Linked DNA regions of Anas platyrhynchos: region 2 is linked to region 1. The links are chromatin contacts, called in public Hi-C maps. All regions are on one chromosome and are shown on one strand. The core of a region is the stretch at or near the end of the contact, and the rest is flanking DNA. Distances in the headings are between cores, read along the strand shown. Region 1 holds the start of C14H5orf47 (chromosome 14 C5orf47 homolog). Region 2 holds the start of BOD1 (biorientation of chromosomes in cell division 1).

The links. Hi-C and Micro-C count contacts between places; a contact is called where the count stands out from the background.
Region 2: a Hi-C map of subcutaneous adipose tissue shows a contact between it and region 1, with 5 times the contacts expected there. The contact joins the promoter of BOD1 here to the promoter of C14H5orf47 in region 1. A contact is called at or near these places in 6 of 8 Hi-C or Micro-C datasets (F1 follicle, F5 follicle, liver and 2 more).

The regions. Positions count from the first base shown.
Region 1 is chr14:10,500,134-10,503,983 of IASCAAS_PekinDuck_T2T, reverse strand. C14H5orf47 (chromosome 14 C5orf47 homolog) reads left to right here and starts at 2,430. Exons shown (of 5, transcript XR_011803361.1): 1 at 2,430-2,930.
Region 2 is chr14:10,639,542-10,643,541 of IASCAAS_PekinDuck_T2T, reverse strand. It overlaps BOD1 (biorientation of chromosomes in cell division 1), which reads right to left and starts at 2,442. Exons shown (of 3, transcript XM_027468524.3): 1 at 2,177-2,442; 2 at 1,310-1,434. The coding sequence starts at 2,410.

The sequences.
Region 1 (3,850 bases), core at 1,181-3,680:
GCTATTTATACTGTACTTACACAGAACTGTCTCTCTTACGCAGGCAGGTGCATTGGTGGTTACATATTCTTCCACACTTTGAGAAGACAATCTGGAGTTTTATCTCAGGTAGGCCTGACCTTCTCCATCTGCTTGTTCATGGAAGGTCTGAGTACACATTTCCCAGAATTACAATAGTAACATTCAGTATTATAATCCCCGCAGCCTAACTTTTGAAAGAGACAAGGTAAAGTATTCTTATCACCGACTTGGAAACAAAGGGTGTCACCATTAAATAAAAGCAGTTTGCACATTGACATGGAAAAGAAAAATCAGAGAAACTGAAGTCCTTACCTGACTTTTGTGATATTCCCAGGACGAGTTTTTTTCCAGTAAGAAGGCTGTTGTACTCTGGCGTTACTGCAGTGATCATTTTGCCTTTTTTGAGTCACTCTATAGTTTATATTTCAGATTGGGAATCTTTATTTAAATACCTTAACATGAAGTTCTTCCAAACCGAGGGTTTCAGGCTCATTGACTTGGGTTTTGGTTATAAAGTCCATGGTTCTTCCCAGTGACTTGAAAATCTCTCAAGGGGGTGCTCAGGCTTTTGTGTAACAAACTTGGTTTATAATGTGCTAAATATTTTTATGTGCAGCATGGATAAATGGGAAAATATGCCTCTGCTTATGAGTGGTGCGGATGAAGTGATTCCCACATGCATGGTTTGTAAGGCAATCTGAGATATGCAGGTTCATTAATATGAAATGCAGGTGTGTTAAAATGGCAGCTGGCCATTTTATGCCTCTGCTGCACTGTGTTGTTGCTTACATAATTAACTGAGATCTATTGTAAATTATGAAATGTTACAAGTAAGCAAAAACTGAAGGCATAATGCATTGCTTAGATCTACCAGAAGTGGTGGGTTTTGTCTTCATAATGATTCCTAGTTATACTAATAAATGGTCTCCAGTGTGTTCTTTAAAGTAACCACCTTCTAATAAAATACCTCACTCCAGCGACTCTTATTAAGTCTTCTTTGAGGACGACAGATACCGTAATTGTTTGTCCTACTGGTGAGGATATAATTAACAAGGTTTGTCTGTAGCTGTTCTCAGAATTAGCATACTTTCTACATTAAAATCTTGGTTAAGAGTGTTAAAATTCATATTTTAGATGGATTCACAATTTGAACTTGATAACAATAATGTAGTATTTAATAAGCAATCTGCCTTGCCAGTATTATGTTGAGTAATTCTTTGCAGTCCACAGCAAACAATCCTCACAGAGAAACAAATCTCAAACGAGAATGGGTTTCCTTTTTGCTGGGGAGTGACATGAGATAAATCACCAAATGCGCATGCAGCAGTGGCCTGTTGGCTCTTTCCTTCCTCCTTGGCATAAATTGTAGGCATGCTACCACCAAACCTTTGTTATTTTAAAATGGTATTTGAGGTTAGCAGAAGATGATGCATACTTGACCAAGTAAAACTGAAACAAGAGAATGCGGGAAACAATGCACGTTCTGAGCTGGAGAAGCTGACATCTGAATACAAAACAAACTATGACAAGGTGCAGACTGAAAGCTACAGTCGGGTGTATTTTTAACTAGACAGTTGAAGATGTGGTGAAAAGCTGAGAGATTTGTTCAAAGTAACAAACACAGAAGTAGCTGGTAGTCAGTTCACATGTGGAAAGGAGCGTGAAGAAGTGTCCAGTTCTGCAGATTTCTCAGAGACTTTTTTTTTTTTTTTTTTTTTGTTAGCAGTAACAGATTTTACATGGGATCTGAGATGAATTTGCTTTTGGAATCAAAGTCCTGGCAATGTGCTATTGAGGAACGTAGACAAAATGCGTCACAAAAGGGATGTGTATTTGTATTACAAAACACAAATTGTGTGGAAGAATATGCCATAAATACAGGTGCTGCGAAAACCCACTGACGTGGCAGCCCCGATGCCCTGAAAGGGCCACAGGACAGGAGCAGCCAGGTGGCAAAGCGAACTCCTGGTCAGGATCATGCAGCAGCAAGTGGTCATGTAAAGTGTGAAGAATCAGGTACTGAAAATGGGTGCTGTTTAGATTTATGTGCGTGGATTTATGTTCTCTGGGTGGTTGTGGACTGAGACCTGTGTATTTCAGCAAAAAAAGCACTTTCTTAACCAAGGCTTTGTGATTAATGGACGTGACAAACTTTGTACGCTGGGATCAGTTTTTAATGAAGTTATTCGTTTGTTTCCCTCTGAGCTTCATTCCCCCAAGCTGAACACACTGGCTACCTCTCTAGGCCAAGCTGTCAGCTCAGGTCTTTGAAAAGGAAGGAGTGAGACATGAGGCTGTGGTGCCTTCTTTTTCTCTCTCATTTTTTTCATTTTTTTTTCTCTCTCTCTCTTTTTTTTTTTCTTTTTTTTTTTTTTTTTTTTTTTTTTTCTCCTGTGTGTGTGTGTGGCGGGGGGCGGGGGGACGGACAACACACACAGTCTCGGTGGTTATATTATATAACTACAACCTCCTTTTCATTCCATGTGCTTTGGATCCTGCAGTAGATGTCCTTTTATCATTGGGACATAACAAATTACCCTGGCAAACTGTCAGGCTGAGCTTCTGGAAGTTATTTCCCTCTTTTTCAACTGCATACACAAGATGCCTTTTTCCGACAGTGTATAAAATAACTGAAAATCCTGGGATACTTCGCAGAAGAGTGCTGTGGGTTTTTCCTTCCCCTTGGCTCCCCTGCCTACATCTCAGGTTCCTGCGGGGACACGGGAGGCTCTTGTTTGGTAGGTAAGGCTGCCATCTCGTGGGGTCCTTCTGCACAGCACCCTGCCTTGCCAAGGGGACAAGGGGACAGCAGCTCCAGAGACCTTGAGGGCTCTCAGCATTATGGTCTCTGAAAGCTGGGGAAGATTCCAGGGTGACAAGTTGCTGGTGCCATTCACGTGCTCCTGTTGGTGAGTCAGAACAAGTCTTCTCACGGACTTTAATTTGTAATGCTTTCCCTCCTGAGAGCTAAGGGTGCTGAAACACTGAGAAATAATACAGAGCAGTATTACAATGCTAAAGCAAAAATCAATGAGAGGTGTGCTGTTGTTTGAGAAATCCTGCTTGTCACTGACAATATGTCCTAACCACGGTGCTGCAGTGGGACTCATCTCGTTAGAGCCTGACAAGGAACGTCTTGCTGTAGTGGTGTCACACAATGCTCATCAGCTGTTGCTAGAAGGACAAAATGACAACAGTTAATTAAGATTCCATAAATGCTGGTGGCTGGAAACCCACCCACCCGTGACCCATGCACTGGCAGGTAGGCTGTTAGTTTGGGATATACTGGTGTGAAAACTCACGGTATTAACACAGGACCATAGAAGGGCCCACATGAAAGGGGTGCCAATTATTCTTCTTCTGGAAATTGCACCAAAGATGGACTGCCTTCAGCCTGGATTGTCAATAATTTGCATCAAATACATCAATATATGACTTCAGGCTGTGTCCTTTGTGCTAAACCTTTACTGAAAGAGGGTAGATTGAGATTAGACATAAAGAAATTCTCTACTCTGAGGGTGGTGAGGCAGTGGACTGGGTTGCCCAGAGAAGCTGTGAATGCCCCATCCCTGGACATGTTCAGGGCCAGGTTGGATGGGGCCCTGGGCAACCTGATCTAATGGAAGGTGACCCTGCCCATGGCAGCAGGGTTGGACAAAATAATCCTTAAGGTTTCTGCCAATCCAAACCACTCCGTGATTCTATAATGGTGGCCAAAGGCATTCCTGTGGAATAGGTTGCTATCTCATCTGAGGAGTGAGTTATAACCAGCTCGTAGTAGGCTCATCAAACCAGGGGAATGCTTCCTGGACAGCTGGAATTTTGTGAG
Region 2 (4,000 bases), core at 1,193-3,692, 140 kb before region 1:
CAGTAACTGAAGTGACTTATTGCTTCGAGGGCCGCGTCAGACTCTTGGATTGTGGGGCACAGGCAGTCTGGGCTTAAGTCATGTCTGTGAGGGACAGGAAACGCCGACAGTGCCCGCTGCTTGGAAAAGCAGCCACAAGACTTAACAAGGCTGCGGATGCTGGTGGGTGACTGGGTGCAGGGTCACCACACATCACATCACCTCCCACTAACAGCACGTGTGTATCTGCATCCAGCAAAGGACAGCTACCCAGACATGCCTTGACAGCCTTCTGTGCTCGGTCTTGCACCCACAGGAGTGACAGGGACTCTCCAAACTCCCTTTTATTTTTTTATACTAGTAGCCTAGCTAAAGCGAGCACTGTATGTTCTGCTAACTACGGGTTCTTTGGTGTAATATTCTTCTATTGCCATTTCCCTCGTGGCTGATTATCATGAAATAAGAGGATGTGTGAAGTGATAGGCATGTCTCAAGGACTTTAAGTAAAGGTATAAAGTTCTGTACTTTCAGTGGATACCCTCTTCTGTAATTACAGATTAAAAACTGAAACTAGCATTAGGTACTAATGATCTGCAGTTTCCATCAAGTGAAATACTGCTTCTGCGTGCAAGACATTCTAGTAACTCTTCTTGGAAGAATAAATGCCATTCTCAAGTTCACTACTGCCCCCTCCCCACAACACTGCTTATATCAGTGACTTTTAGTCAAACCAGTTAAGGCTCCTACTTCAGGCAATGATGAGTTAGCAGCAGGAGGTGCTAAACCTAGATCTCTAAGCAGTGAAGGTAATCTGGCTTTCCTGCTGTGCTGGAAGTACATCTTAAATAGCTGTTAAAAAGCTACGCTCTGCTGCGTGAAATCGGGCTAGCCGCGTTTCATTACTGCCTGCTAGTGGTTGGAGCCTACTTAAACAAGCTTTGGAATCTTTAGGTTTTTCTTTAAGTGCCACGGGCTCTCCTCCTTTCAGAAAAGGAAGATCAAGGTTATTCAACTCAGCATATCAGGTACAGTTTTGCTAAGTGGGCAGTACTGGGTTTTTGCAGCAATAACTTGGCTAGCTAGCAAATGTGAGTACCTCACCATGCTCCTCAACTCATGAAAACTACAAATTGCAGGTAAAGCAGCAACATAAGCCTTTCCATGAGAGTTAAGACTGCATCCACTACTACAGTAAAACTCAAGAGACCGCAACAGAAGGTGCTGTGAGAAACTTAATGCTGCAAATTCTTATTTGACTCAGGTAGCGAGATGGTTATACGTTACTTATCAAATCACGTTACCACTGGTTTGCAGACCGGTGCTTACTTACTGAATCACACTCTGTCTGAGCCCATTTCGTAACTGGTTTTTGTTCATTGTTGGATTCCATTCCTGTTTGTCCAGGTGGGTCGATACAAAGTTGTCCACCTTCTGCCTCAAGTTTTGATAGGCTGGCTAAACAACAACAAAAGAAAATCCAGTTAAAGTGCTAAAAGATCCCCAACCCGCTGCCAGAACCCTGCATAGTACTTCTTTTGTTGTGTACATTCCTGTTTCGTTGTCTGTATTCAGACTTTCTGAACAAAGGTAAGCTTGTTTTACTTAACAACACAACTGGTAACTGCACCGAGCAGCCTGTCAGCATGCTGTTACAATAACAGAAATAACTGATTTGCTTAAAAATTGTTGTCTGCTCCTAACTTTACTTAGTGAAATACAAACCATCTGCATAGACAGGAGTTGTTCATACAGGATTGTTCTTGTCTGGAAACCGTCTATCACGGAATTCCTAGGAAACCCAGTAATTAGCGAGTGTTGCTATCACCAAAGTGATTTGCTTCTGTGACACCAACATCAAAGCTAAAAATTGGAAGGGTTTTGTAGGTGGAAACTTAGATTAATTCCCGTTTACTGGAAATAAAAAAACGTACAAGAACATATGGCCACTGAGGTTACGGTCCTGTGCAAGGAGTGTGTGGCAGCACTTTGAGATCAAATGTGGTGTGAATGCGGGGTGATGCACGAAAGGGTCGGTAACAGAGGGGCAGCCACACCGAGGGCCGGGTCCCTCCGCCTGGGCAGCCCCCCCGGGGCAGCTTCAGGAGCCGGCTGCGGGCTGAGCACGGGCCTGGCGCTGAAACCGGCCCCTGAGGAACTCGAGACCGAGCCAAAGGCCCGGGGAGAGGCCCCCTCGCACCTTGGTATCCACGTCGGCCAGGCAGTCCCTGCGGAAGCCATCGAAGAGGCCGCGGCTCTTCAGCTGCTCCACGATGATGGCGATGAGCTGCGCGTCCCCGGGCGGCAGCGAGGCCGGGTCGGTGGCTCCGGGCCCTGAGGCGGAGGCCGAGCCTCCCGCTGCCCCCCCCCCTCCCGCCGCCCCTCCGCCCGCCCCGCCCGGCGCGGCCCCGCCGCCGCCGCCGCTCTCCGACATGGCCGGCGGCCGCCACCCGCTCGCCTCAGGCCGGCGCCGGCGGCGCGCGGCGTTTTGCGTCGCCCCGGCGCGTTGCATCTCGGGGAGGCGAGTCCTTCCCCTTGAGGCGCCCTTATAGGCGGCGAGGCCTGTAAGTTCAGGGGAACTACGACTCCCAGGGTGCATCGCGGAGGGACAGGGGAGGGGAGCGGGGCTGTCGCGGTGCAGCTTGGGAGTTGTAGTTCGCTGGGGGGGGCGCTGAGGTGGGCCCTGCCAGGCCCTCGGGGGGCTGTGGCAGCCCCGGGGCGGTGCTGTGCCCCCCCCCCCAAATGTAGACGTGGGGAGTAGCGGTCCCGTCCTGTCCATGCCCTGAGACCCCCGGGGGTGTCCACTCCTTCATGATTTGGGAGGGGTTTTCAGTGGGGTTGTGAGGAAGGCACTGGTGTGAACCCATTAAAAATGGTTTTCCTGGGATTGTGTTCATTGCATCACCAACAAAAGGAAGGGCGGCCCCAAACCCAGTCCTCTTAGGGCCAACCAACCCATGTTCCAGGCGCTTTTCCTCTTGTGTGGCCTCAGACGCGCTCTTAGACACTGCTCTGACTGTGCGATATCTGGGTACAAACCCCACGCATCGGTTTTGTTCCTTTCCCAGTCATGGTGCAGGGAAGGATTTAATGCAGCAGGAGGTGGCAGCCGCAGGGAGACCCTGCACGAGAGCAGTAATGCAAACACACCCCGCATGGGTGCCCTCTGTACCCTGCTGAACAAGTATGAAGGCAGCACTCTGTGCGCTGTCCTCCTCTGCCTGATTAAAATTCAGGAGCCCTGACAAGCAGCATAAGCTGTCCCCTTCCATCTGGCACCTCTGAGGAGAGAAGAGAGGAAAAAACCTGGTGGTGTTTTACAGAGCCTGAGCTATGCTCTGACAAAAGCATCCTGTGCAAATGCTGTGTCCCGTGAAGAGGCACGGGCGCTGTCCCAGATTTCTCTTTAGTTTAACTCTGCCCAGGCAAGGAGCAAATGGAGGGCTCGGGGTCTCCGTGTAACACTCCAGAGGCTTCTTCCACCAGCACACTTTTTTTTTTTTTTTTTTTTTTTTTAAATTATTTATTCATTAATTTTGAGACCAGGATCTGCTGTCAGCCTCCTCAGTCCCACACGTTGCTTCTCGGGCGCGGCTGCAGGCGGCTGCCCCGGCAGAGGGCACCCCGTCCCCTCCTCTGCCCCGTCCCGTCCTTTGCTCAGCCCCAGCTCGTCCCCTGCCCCGTCCCGTCCCCTCCTCTGTCCCCTCCTGTCCCCTCCTGTCCCCTCCGCACCCAGCCGGGGCTAGGCAGCAGCAGCAGCCCGAGGCTGCCTCCCCATGCCCGCACCCATCGCCGGGAGACATCCAGCCCGGGGTTCATGCCTTGGGGGCTCCCGCAAGCCGATGACCCTCCCAATTAACAAATGACTCTAAGACACTGTCACCTGTCACCCGTCCCAGCCGTGGCACTTGCCCGGCAGCGCTTCCTTCTTCAGCACAGCACGGACAGGGGGGGCTTGGGGTGTGCAGAAAGGGGAAACCTGGTAGGTAGGTTTCGTCATATTTTGAGGATTCGTCGTGTTTTT